2 separate regions of the Mus musculus genome follow, and region 1 is linked to region 2. Evidence: chromatin contacts called from public promoter capture Hi-C data. All regions are on one chromosome and are shown on one strand. Each heading gives the region's core, a stretch centred on a gene start, on an enhancer-like site or on the middle of the called end of the contact. The rest is flanking DNA. Distances are from core to core; before and after follow the strand shown. Region 1 holds the start of Nkx2-2os (NK2 homeobox 2, opposite strand). Region 2 holds the start of A930019D19Rik (RIKEN cDNA A930019D19 gene).

Region 1 (5,618 bases), core at 1,604-4,103, 920 kb before region 2:
CTGAAGGAGGGGGCTTGTGCACGGGGCGTGGAGAGGTAGAAACCTGTGAATGTTAAAAAGGATTCTTTGCCCCCTCCTTTCTGTTTTGTTTTCTTTCTCACCCCAAACCCCCCCCCCTTAAGATGCAATTTGTTAAAACGGCTCTTTTCAAGTGTGTGGACTCGAGAGCGACGCGGTGGTCCTTTGTATGTAAATACTGAGGGAGAAAAAAAGCTCTCCCCATCTTTGCAATTAATTGACACGTTACACCTCTCATCTTGCTCTAGAGGGCTGTTGGCTGGGAGCGCAGAGCTCCCCAAAACCCACAATTTCACATCTGCAAATACTGTCTTCATCCACTTGACTCCCAAGACCCGCCCACACGTGGCCAACCTTTGCGGTTTTAATGTCTCTTCCCCCCTTTTTTTCACCCCTCTCTCGCTCCCTCGACCCCCTCCCTCTTTTCCTCCCTCCCTTTTTCTCCCCCTCCCCCCTCCCCAGGTTCGTGAGTGGAGCCCAGCCTTATATGGACTGATCGCTCAGGCAATGGCCCATTTTTTCCTCGCCACCAGCCGCCACCGCGCGCGGAGCGGCCGCCGGAGCCGGAGCTGACGGCACCTTGGCACCTCTCCTGGAGTTACAAACTGAGGCCGCGCGGCGCTGGGCGCGCAGGCCCCCAGTCACAGCCTACATTTCTGCGTGCTTTCCGAGAAGAGAGAGGCACCGGGTGGGCTTTATTTTTTTTCCCCTTTCCCTTTTCCCCCCACAGTGTCCTCTCATTTTAAATAATAATTATCCCAATAATTAAAACCCATCCCCCATCCCTCCCCCCATTCCTTTCCTTAAACCCCCCTCCCCCGCCCGCTGGGGCTGGGGAGAGCCACGAATTGACCAAGTGAGGCTACAACTTTGTGGCATAAATTGCGGGGTCCGGAACCATGTCGCTGACCAACACAAAGACGGGGTTTTCAGTCAAGGACATCTTGGACCTTCCGGACACCAACGATGAAGACGGCTCGGTGGCCGAAGGGCCAGAGGAGGAGAGCGAAGGGCCGGAGCCCGCCAAGAGGGCCGGGCCGCTGGGGCAGGGCGCCCTGGACGCTGTGCAGAGCCTGCCCCTTAAGAGCCCTTTCTACGACAGCAGCGACAACCCCTACACTCGCTGGCTGGCCAGCACCGAGGGCCTCCAATACTCCCGTAAGTAGCGAAACTTGGCCGCAACGGCTGTGGCTGCCTCCATTGCTGAGGCAGTAACCCGGGTGGACGCTGGGAGTTTTGGGGAAGAAGCCATTTAATGTCCAAGTCCCATCCCGGATCCCTAGATTTTGAAACATTTGCTTAGTATGCCCTTTTCCCTCCTCGGTAGACATCCCTTCCCAGTCTCTGATGCCATATATTTTCTACGGGAGAAATTAAAGCAAAAGACAAGAGAGACGCTTTCTAAAAGCTGGCTAGAGATGTCAACCGGACTTATGGCTCTGGCCGGAGTACCCTGGACTCAGATGGCCCAGAGGACTTGGCTTTGCTCTCTGGAGCAGGGATCCCTGGTCAGGGTCCGGCTAGCAGTAGAGGGTGGAGGAGGCTTGGGGTATAATAGCTCATCCCTGCCCCTGCATGATTGTAAAAAAAAAAGAAAGAAAGAGAGAGAGAGAGAGAGAGAGAGAGAGAGAGAGAGAGAGAGAGAGAGAGAGAGAGAAAGAAAAAAGAAAGAAAGAAAGAAAGAAAGAAGAAAGAAAGAAAGAAAGAAAGAAAGAAAGAAAGAAAGAAAGAAAGAAAGAAAGAAGGAAAGAAAGAAAGAAAGAAAGAAAGAAAGGAAGGAAGAAAGAAAGGAAGGAAGGAAGGAAGAAAGAAAGAAAGAAAGAAAGAAAGAAAGAAAGAAAGAAAGAAAGAAAGAAAGAAAGAAAGAAAGAAAGAAAGAAAGAAAGAGAAAAACTATGTGGTGCGTGCAGCGGCGGGTGTGGGTGTCCATCCAGAAAGTCCGAAAGCAAAAGCGAAAGCCCCCCAAACCTGGTTTACCCCGCCAAGCCCATCAATGCTGGGATTGTGAGGTTTTCCTTTTAAAAATCTGCCCACGTCTCTCCAAAGAGGAAACTGTTTAAGGGGTCCAGAGCCCTTAACCCTCAATGACCGTCCACACTCTGCGCTTCGCACTAAATTCTCCTGAATAGTGGGAACCCCTAGAAACTTATGCCTCAGAGCCCCCGCTGCGCAGACTCTCCTCTGAACCCTAGCAGACCCCGACGGCTTACTCGGGCGGGGATTGCTGCAAAGGCAGCGGGTCTGGGCTGGTCCAGTGGGCCAAGGGCCCACGGAAGAGCCCTGGGACTCCGGGTGACCCAGGTGGCACTTGGCCTCCAGCCGCCTGATGCGCTTCTCTTCCCCCCCCCCCCCCCACCCAGTGCACGGGCTGGCGGCCAGCGCTCCCCCCCAAGACTCGAGCTCCAAATCCCCAGAGCCCTCGGCTGACGAGTCACCGGACAATGACAAGGAGACCCAGGGCGGCGGGGGGGACGCAGGCAAGAAGCGGAAGCGCCGAGTGCTCTTCTCCAAAGCGCAGACCTACGAGCTGGAGCGGCGCTTCCGGCAGCAGCGGTACCTGTCGGCGCCCGAGCGCGAGCACCTGGCCAGCCTCATCCGTCTCACGCCGACACAGGTCAAGATCTGGTTCCAGAACCATCGCTACAAGATGAAACGTGCCCGGGCGGAGAAAGGTATGGAGGTGACGCCTCTGCCCTCGCCGCGCCGTGTGGCAGTGCCGGTCTTGGTCAGGGACGGCAAACCGTGCCACGCGCTCAAAGCCCAGGACCTGGCAGCCGCCACCTTCCAGGCAGGCATCCCCTTTTCCGCCTACAGCGCGCAGTCGCTGCAGCACATGCAGTACAACGCCCAGTACAGCTCGGCCAGCACCCCCCAGTACCCGACAGCACACCCCCTGGTCCAGGCCCAGCAGTGGACTTGGTGAGCGCCGCCCCTCCAAGACTGGAGGCCTTAGGCCCTGGCCCCACCCCAGCGGCGCCGGTGGCGAGGAGGACTCGATCCTTACCACGGTTGTTATTATTATTATTATAATTATTATTATAGAGTCGAGTCTGACTTTCGACTCAGTTGAGGAGGCACAGGGAGGTTGCCTGTGCCTCCCCGAGTGGCAGATTCCATTGACTCTGCCCCATCGCTCTCCCCTTTGAACTTTTGGAGAGGATAGAACTCTAAGCCGTGTTTACAGAATGTTTGTGCAGCTTTGCTTCTTTGCCTCTCTCTCCCTGAGGGGACCAAACCATCCCAACGTTAACGTTGTCACTTGAAAAGAGAAAGGACCAACCGGCCCCCACCCCACCCCACCCCCGCACTGCTTTCGTGAATTTTGTAAACTATGTTTGTGTGAGTAGCGATATTGTCAGCCTTCTAAAAGCAAGTGGAGAACACTTTAAAATATAGAGGATTTCTTTTTTTATAAGAAAATGCTAAATATTTATGGCCATGTACACGTTCTGACAACTGGTGGCAAATTTCGCTCTTCGTTGTAAATATCGCTAGTGATCGTTGCCAAATGACGTTCTGGATGGGCCTGTATCCCCACCGGGCCTGCCTCTCTTTGTCGTTTGTTTTCGGTGGGTTATGTTTGAGTTGCAGCGGGTTTTTATTTTTATTTTTATTTTTATTTTTAATTTGTTCAGTGCAAACATTTTTCAACTATGAAAAAGGAAAATATGTGTAGGGAACTCACCCCCGGGCCCCCTTTTTCGTCTCCTGAGCATCGGAGCTTGGAACTCAGCAGTTTCACGTGGTTTCCCCAAGAGCGCCGGGCGCTGAAAGCTTTCGATTTTTTTAAATAAGAATTTTAATAAAAATCCTGTGTTTAAAAAAACAAACAAACACAAAACCAAGCCCAGTTCTTGAGTTTGTTACTTTCCCTCCCGGGCCGAGTTGGAAGGGGCGTCAACCTCAAATCTGGAGCCTAGGGCTGTATTCTGGGCTAGTTCTGGCGTTTCCTCTCGCAGCGCAGTGGCCGCGGGGTTATCCAGACAGTGGAGGAGTGCACGGGATAGGCCTCAGGCGGGCTGACCCAAACGATTCCGCGCAGGACCAGAGCAGCTTGGCCTTCAGCCTGCTAGCCAGTGGTCCAAAGTCCTTGTTGGCCTGGCGCTCTCCGGCTTCTGTGCACTCTCTGAATCCCCAACAGGGGGAGGGAAAGTGACTTTGGGTAGCGCCAAACAAGGAAAGCAAGCCCCCCTCACTCGCCCAAATCTCTGAGTGGCTCCTTCAGCCTGAAAAGCTGTTGAAACCACTACACTTGATGGCTATCACTTTGTTAAGTTTAATTTACCTCTGGCTAAGGGGACGGGGGGGGGGGGTCTGAGATTGAGTCTGATGGCTTTCTCTTTGCACCACTTTCTCAATATCTGCGTACCAAGTTGAGGCCTAGTTGACCTCTTCGAGTCCTGAGCGCTGGGATGAAGGGCGGGAGAGCTAACATTAAGGTTTCTGAGGCTTTGCCTGTCTCTAGAAACTGGCTGAGCCCTGGGTGACCAAACCAGATCTGGCGCCTTCCTCCAAACTGGTCATTCCTCTTTAGTCCCAGGAGCCAGGGAAGTAGAGCGACTGGGGATCCTAGGCAATGCAGTCTTCTCATTACTGATGCCCCATCTTGTCCATCCCTCTGGCCTGGAACCCGATCCGATGGAGCTGGATAGTTCTTGGTTTCTTGGTCATGGCTCTGGGTGGACGGTTAGAAAGTACAAGCTTGGGGTTGAGTGGAACTCCTGCCACCAGGGCTCGGGTAGGAGGACAGGCATGTGCACACCGTCCACTGAGGTGGCAATCTTTCCTTCCTCCACTGCGAACTGAGCTTTTGTCGCTTGAGCCTGGAGCACACATGGTCCTGCATCTCAGCGGGCACACGCCTTTCTGTTCTGTCTCACCGTGACTTCATGAGTCAGAGCCCAGCAAACTCTAAGATGCCAGGAGGTTGAAAGTCAGTCTATTTGGATCTAGTGTCTGTGGTCCTCCAGAGCTCCAGCGTTGAGGTGAGGCTAGAAGGTAAGGAGGCAGCCGGCTGGGCAAAGGGAGTCACTCTAGATGATCCCCTCTCTCTTTCTCCCATCCAGTTGGTGATCAGATTTAATTCAATATCTAAAGCAAACATGATTATCCTTGTGACTAAATTGGGACAACACACGCAAGGCCGTGATTACACTATATTCTGCCTTGTGCACACACACCCCATCACTGAGGGCAATGGGAGTCTTTCTAATACACCCCCTACAGGTCCTTTCCCATCAGCCCTGGGAAGGGGACAGTTTTCCCTAAATACTGAAAAGTCTCCCTTTGTTCTACGCACAAGCTTGGAAACTGTGGGGTTTTGTTTTGCTGTTTGTAAAAGCTGGAGAATTCACTGCCTATGTTTGCTGTGCAATACAAAAGGCAGATGTCCAACCTGCCCTGGAACCAATTGCTCACTATCCTAAGTGCAACTTCTCCTAAGCCCCGGGCCTCTGTGGTTGTCCAGAGGTCCGTTGGGCAGCGCAGGAAGGGTGAGTGTTGGGTGTTCAGGGTCCAGGCTTTCTGCCACAAACACTCACAAGAGCTCTCAGACCCTCACGGGAGTGTTAAGGCCCAAACACTTGCAGGTTTCCAGGACC
Region 2 (5,538 bases), core at 491-2,990:
GCTGCCCTTGCAGAATATAACTCCTAGCCTCCTCCTCCCACTAGGTTATGTTTTCTTACCTTTGTTGAAAGTGCTCACCACTACATCACCAGCTCTTACTTGAAGTATCAGTTCCTTGTGTCCTTAGATTGAGATGAGAATCCTTGTTACCTAGATCCGGAGTGAAGAGGAAGGCTGTCACGCCATACCATTCCAATGTTGGTCTACTCGACCACCTCTCTCCTGGCTTGAGCCAGCCTTCGAGATGGTATAATAATCAGCACTTTGCTATAATTTTGTAACATTTTATATTTATATATGTGTGTGTGTGTGTAATATTATATATGATGTTACCTGAAAGAAACCTAGGTTTTAAGAACTAGCATCTCACTATTATATGTGACAAATATTTAATTTTCTGGCAAAATGCTGAAGAGTTTCCAAGGGTAAGTGATGAGCATTAGAACGGGAAAGCTGAGTAACTGCATTTAAAACAAATCACCCACTGCTCTGCATGCAAAATTGCACGTGTGTTTGTCTCCTTAACTAATTACCGAAGCTACGAAGAGCGAGCTCTGTATCTGGAAGCAATAATTCAAAACCACCGGGAAGTCATGACATTTGAGGATTTCGCTGCTCAAGTCTTTTCTCCCTCTCCCAGCTACTCTGTCAGTGGAACGGGTGAGTGTCTACATGATTCTCCTCCCTCCCGCTTAAGACGTATTGAGTAGCAGATGTACACCTGTTTTTCACAGATAAATGCTTGCAAATTTAAGAAGAACGTTCCCCCTCTGAATCAACTAATGAATTTCAAAAGGAATGATGACATTCATTTTAATTTGTTTTGTATCCGAGCTGTTCGCTGTGTTCCTTTCTTCTGCTATCCTGTTAACCCTCGAATCTAGCAAGGTTAATGAACTTTTTCTCAATAATGTGCTCCGGTTCATTCAGGAGTGTGAGTTTCTTGCTGAGCTGGGAATATGGTGTTTAAAAGCGATGCCCAAATCACTGCATACTTATCAGAAAAGAGTTCCTCACAGTTGAAGCCGTCGCTCTAATGCTAAATGGGGATTATGCTGCTGAGATACCAGGGTCAGGGATTACTGCCAGAGACAGGGAAGGACAGTGTCCCCAGGCCTGTCATTACAGAGGGCCTCGTACACCAGTGTCATGTGGACAAGCCACTGACCACAGCAGCACCTGGTGTGGAGCCTTTAGAAAGTAAATTATAATGGCTTTCATTTAGTAGGTCAGTGGAATTTTCCATGGATTCCCTTATTTTTAGATACATACTATTTCTATATAATACTATCAATTTGAAAAAAGTATGTCCTGCCACTTAAATTGTTGGTATGATTATTACAGGTTTTTTTAAAGAATAAAATTATTACTGGTAAATTATTTTCATGTGCTGTTACAGATTAATTGCCTGTCAGACAGTAAGTGGAATATTTAGTGTACAGCATGTTGAAAATCTCAATGAGGGGCTTCCCTCACCTTCCCTGGTTTCAGCATAGCTATAAGGATGCTTAATAGATTTCTAGCCTGTGTTAATTGCTTCTGAACCAGGCTTGCTTCTCCTGTGCTGACTTGTTAACAAATATCTTACACACAAAGTGAAAAAAATTAAATTCAGTGAAATAAATCACTTACAAATAAAATCAGCCATGCGTCATTGTTTAACATCGCTGGCTTCAGGCCGTGCCTCTTGGAGCTTTGTTGGGAGATAAGAGAGAGAGGCAGGCACTTGCTTGGGAAGCCAGGAGCAGCAGGCAGAAGGCTTGGGAGATAAGCAAGCTGGCAGAGGTGCAGAGCTCCATTTACATAATCACGCCTCTGCTTCCTGGTGAGGCGAGAGAAACACAGGGATGGCCTCTATTGATCTTTGTTGAACTGGGATACTGAGCAACATGAGAAAAGCTTATAACTTAAAGCTTTGATTAATGTTTCTTACATTAAAAAAAGTAGAACAGCTGTGAATTGAATTCTTTTATACGCTCTGCCAGCATTCTATCTAAGACAAGAAAAAAATCTGTTTCAAGGGAAATGAAGATTTCATACCCAGTCTGGCTAGCGGTTTAAAATTGTGTCTAATTTTTCAGTGAAAGAACAGGAGGAATCCACAGCAAGCTAATGCTTTCCAGCTCCATTCAGTCTCTTCCCATCCTTTGGAGACGCTGGGACTCGGCGTTTCTCAGCAGAGGCTTTGGTTTTGGGTTTGTTTCTTGGTTTTTTTTTTTTTTGTTTTTTTTTGTTTTTGGTTTTGTTTTTGTTGTTTTTTTTTTTTTTTAACTTCTAAGAAAACATTTCATTTCTTAAAAATAAAAGAAAAAAATGAAATGATAAATGTTTATATTTCCTAACTTTTTATTTTTAAAGTTGATGATGATCAATGTTATTGAAATAATGATGGCTGTTATTTTCTATGTATATTTTAGCCTCTGTATAAATAAAGTTCAACCAATTCAGTTCTTAGGACTGTAGGAGCATTTTGATTTGTGTGACCACTTTGGAGAAGGGTAGATTTTGTTTTTTTGTTTTTTGTTTTGTTTTGTTTTAGAGAATGTCCTGTTTTTTTTTTCTTTAATTATTTAGTAAAAATTCCAACAGCTTGTCAGGACAGACATTAGAACTTTTATATATGGGGCAAGAAACCAAATATAGAACACCAAAGCAAATGGATTTTATCCTTCAGATCAACATCAGCACCGCATCCCGTCATGTTCACAACTTCTGCTTGCCCTTCACAGTGATAAGGAAAGAGATAGAAATGCAATCTATTTGAACTGCAGTGTGAGGGCAGTGCAGTGAGAATGGGGTTCACAGCCTCATCTGTGCAGGGGCACCTCTCAGAGCTGTATTCTTCCTGGTGTATGTGCAGCTTCACCCCTATTTTCACAGAGGAAAAGACTTTTCACTTATTCATAGTGGTTTTTTTATTTTCTTAGGACAAACACAGTCAAAACCAGATGAGCCCAGCCCAGCCAACTTACACTCAGAGACTGAGGTGAAGTCTGTTCTTCCAGACCACCTGGAAAAATGGACCCTGAACTTCTTACACACAGGGTCCAGTCAAACTGTCTGTGGCCATTTACATCATCAAAGCAGGGACGTGGGCGCCCAAGCGCTTTACATACATATGACAGGCTTCCCTAGGATACAGTCTTTAAGGAAGGTACTGCACTGTATAATACAGCACAGCCAGAGAGCAGCACAGCCCCACTGTAGAGAGATGTGCAGCTGAGCTTGACCATAGACTCTGTTGATGGGAAAAGCCTGTGCCTGCCACACTCCCTGACCACAGAGGCCTAGGAGCCAGAGCACCCAAATGAGTGAGTGTACTTCTATCCAAGGTACACCATGAGCTCTGAATAGGGACATGGGACTCAAATATAAGAGTTCATCTTCTGTCAACTCCTTTAAAAGGAGAATTCATCTCCCAACCAGAAATGCTATTTTAAAGCAGCCCTTGGTATCTGTTGCATCTATTGTTAGAATTAATAATACTCTGTATGAAAGGTATTTGGATAGCTTTTTTACCTAGCCCTGCCTGCAGTTTGCAATTTGATCCCTTCCCATATTGGCAAGTAATAAATAATCGAAAAGGAAGCTGATATTAACATTTATATGTTTTATGCATGCATATTTGTATATTCTTAACCCACAGAGCTATGGGAGTAGAGTGCTAAGTTTGTGTTTTCATGTTATCACGGAAGGGGAGCAGCAGAGAGGACTATAAAGGGTTAACTGGAATGGGCACCCTCGAGTGCTGGGGAGGGACTGATGTAATCACTGCAGCTCACAGCCAAGTGCATCTGTTCACCATGAGGTCATTCTTCTGCATGCTAATGACCTGGAGAATCCAGTCTGGTGTTTGACATTATCCAAAGGGATATAGTGTAAATCTTTACCTTTGGGAGCGGCTCTTACTGAACAAAAAGAGGGAAAGAAACTTGTTTGGACTTGCATGGGGGTTTCCTTATTGCTGGGGTTTTTGGGTGGTTTTGGTTTGGTTTTTTTTTTTTTTCACCCCCTGAAGCTGCTCTAAAGATTGTGTCTGGACCTTACTTGGAGTAGTCCATTTGTGTCTGTTGATAAGTGAATCCCAAAATTTCTGTTATGGTCACAGCTGTCAATTTGGCAATTGAGAACAGTAGGTTTGTCTCATGTAAAATCTAACTTTCAGCATTTAAAATTATCATGGTCAGAAGTTGGTGAGAATGTTTTTATCCCAAGGAATGTATAAAACCAAGTTCAAGGAGATTTGTTCTCAGTGTCCCTGGATTGGCTGGTGTTTGTTTGAGATGCCAACACTGGTTATGGCTACTGCCCACTTCAATACTGCTGAGGAGGGCCAGCAGAGGGAGCACAGGTCTTTGTTTATTTGTTAGTCTCAAAAACACAGCCCTTGATTTCTCCAATACAGAGTCAGCAGTACTTTCTCCTTCCTTTGTGACAGGCGAGGTGGAAAGGCTCCAGGATAACAGAGCAAGTGGGAGAAAATGTGTCACCCCGACTTTGATCCCCTATCTGCTGCTTGAATATAGGTCATATTTGAGGCTTAAACCAGATTAGTCTGGGTCAGTCTTAAGATGCTGCCACTGCCCAAAGCTGCACACTTTCCTCTTTCTCAGATGTGTGCCTGGATGGTGTCTTGGAAAGGAGGATTGTGGTCATCTGTCTCGTAGAATAGACTTGTCATTCTTTCCTGCTTTTCACTACAATAGCTTTTGACACTGTACCAGAAATCCTAACCTTGTCCAATGAATGAATTCACAAAGCCACAGACATCCTGCTATACCTTGGACATCCCAAAGGGAATCTAGGTTATAGATGCTGCACTAGTTCTGTAGTTCACTGGCCTTTTCCCCAAGGGATGAAGAAGTTCCACCAGCTTCCCCTTGTTGAGGCCACCATGCATGGGTGCTCACTATACCAGCATCTTACACCATGCATGGGTGCTCACTATACCAGCATCTTACAGACTTATGATTTTGTATACAGATCCTGGAAGGAATATTTTACTGGGCAATTAATAAGCAAGTTAGCCCCCAGAAACAGACAGGTAAAGCCCAACCTTGGCCCAACAAGCTTTTCATGCAGGTTGAAAGGGTAATCCCCTGCATATCACTCAGTTGGTATCCACTCTTTCTCATTCTCCCTTCCTCCATCCCTGTTAAAGTGGTCTTAAGAAGGCTTAGATTGATAGCACAGCTTATACTTATGCTTCTTATGTATTTAGCTTTATCATAGCTTAGGGAAACCAGCAAAGAACATCAGAGAATGTGGAGGTAGAAGGGACTTCATAGAATAGCAAGTCTAGCCTCTTCTTAGTAGTTTTGACTAAGCTAAAGCATAAACCATGAATGAACAACTGCAGGTTGCAGACAAGCTTGACAACTATCCCTCACCTTCCATCCCACATATAGACATGCCAAACCAGTGCCTACGCTATGATGATGGTCCTATAAATCAACAATATGGCTGGTTTGTTGTTGATATTAAAGCCCAGAATTAAATTTGAAAATTACATGTAGAGAACCCAGAAGTTTTCTGTAA

What was found. Promoter capture Hi-C pulls out the DNA fragments that hold promoters and counts their contacts.
Region 1: a contact with region 2 is called in a promoter capture Hi-C map of liver, with 5 times the contacts expected there. The contact joins the promoter of Nkx2-2os here to the promoter of A930019D19Rik in region 2. A contact is called at or near these places in 7 of 39 promoter capture datasets (the 3T3-L1 cell line, 3T3-L1-derived adipocytes, embryonic stem cells and 3 more) and 2 of 9 other capture datasets (embryonic stem cells and embryonic tail).

The regions. Positions count from the first base shown.
Region 1 is chr2:147,181,318-147,186,935 of GRCm38.p6, reverse strand. It overlaps Nkx2-2os (NK2 homeobox 2, opposite strand), which reads right to left and starts at 2,853. Exons shown (of 6, transcript NR_030769.3): 1 at 2,576-2,853. Nkx2-2 (NK2 homeobox 2) reads left to right here and starts at 534. Exons shown (of 2, transcript NM_010919.2): 1 at 534-1,176; 2 at 2,379-3,784. The coding sequence starts at 918. The coding sequence ends at 2,941.
Region 2 is chr2:146,255,488-146,261,025 of GRCm38.p6, reverse strand. It overlaps A930019D19Rik (RIKEN cDNA A930019D19 gene), which reads right to left and starts at 1,740. Exons shown (of 4, transcript NR_040619.1): 1 at 1,633-1,740; 2 at 60-150. It overlaps Ralgapa2 (Ral GTPase activating protein, alpha subunit 2 (catalytic)), which reads left to right. Exons shown (of 41, transcript NM_001033348.3): 39 at 539-660.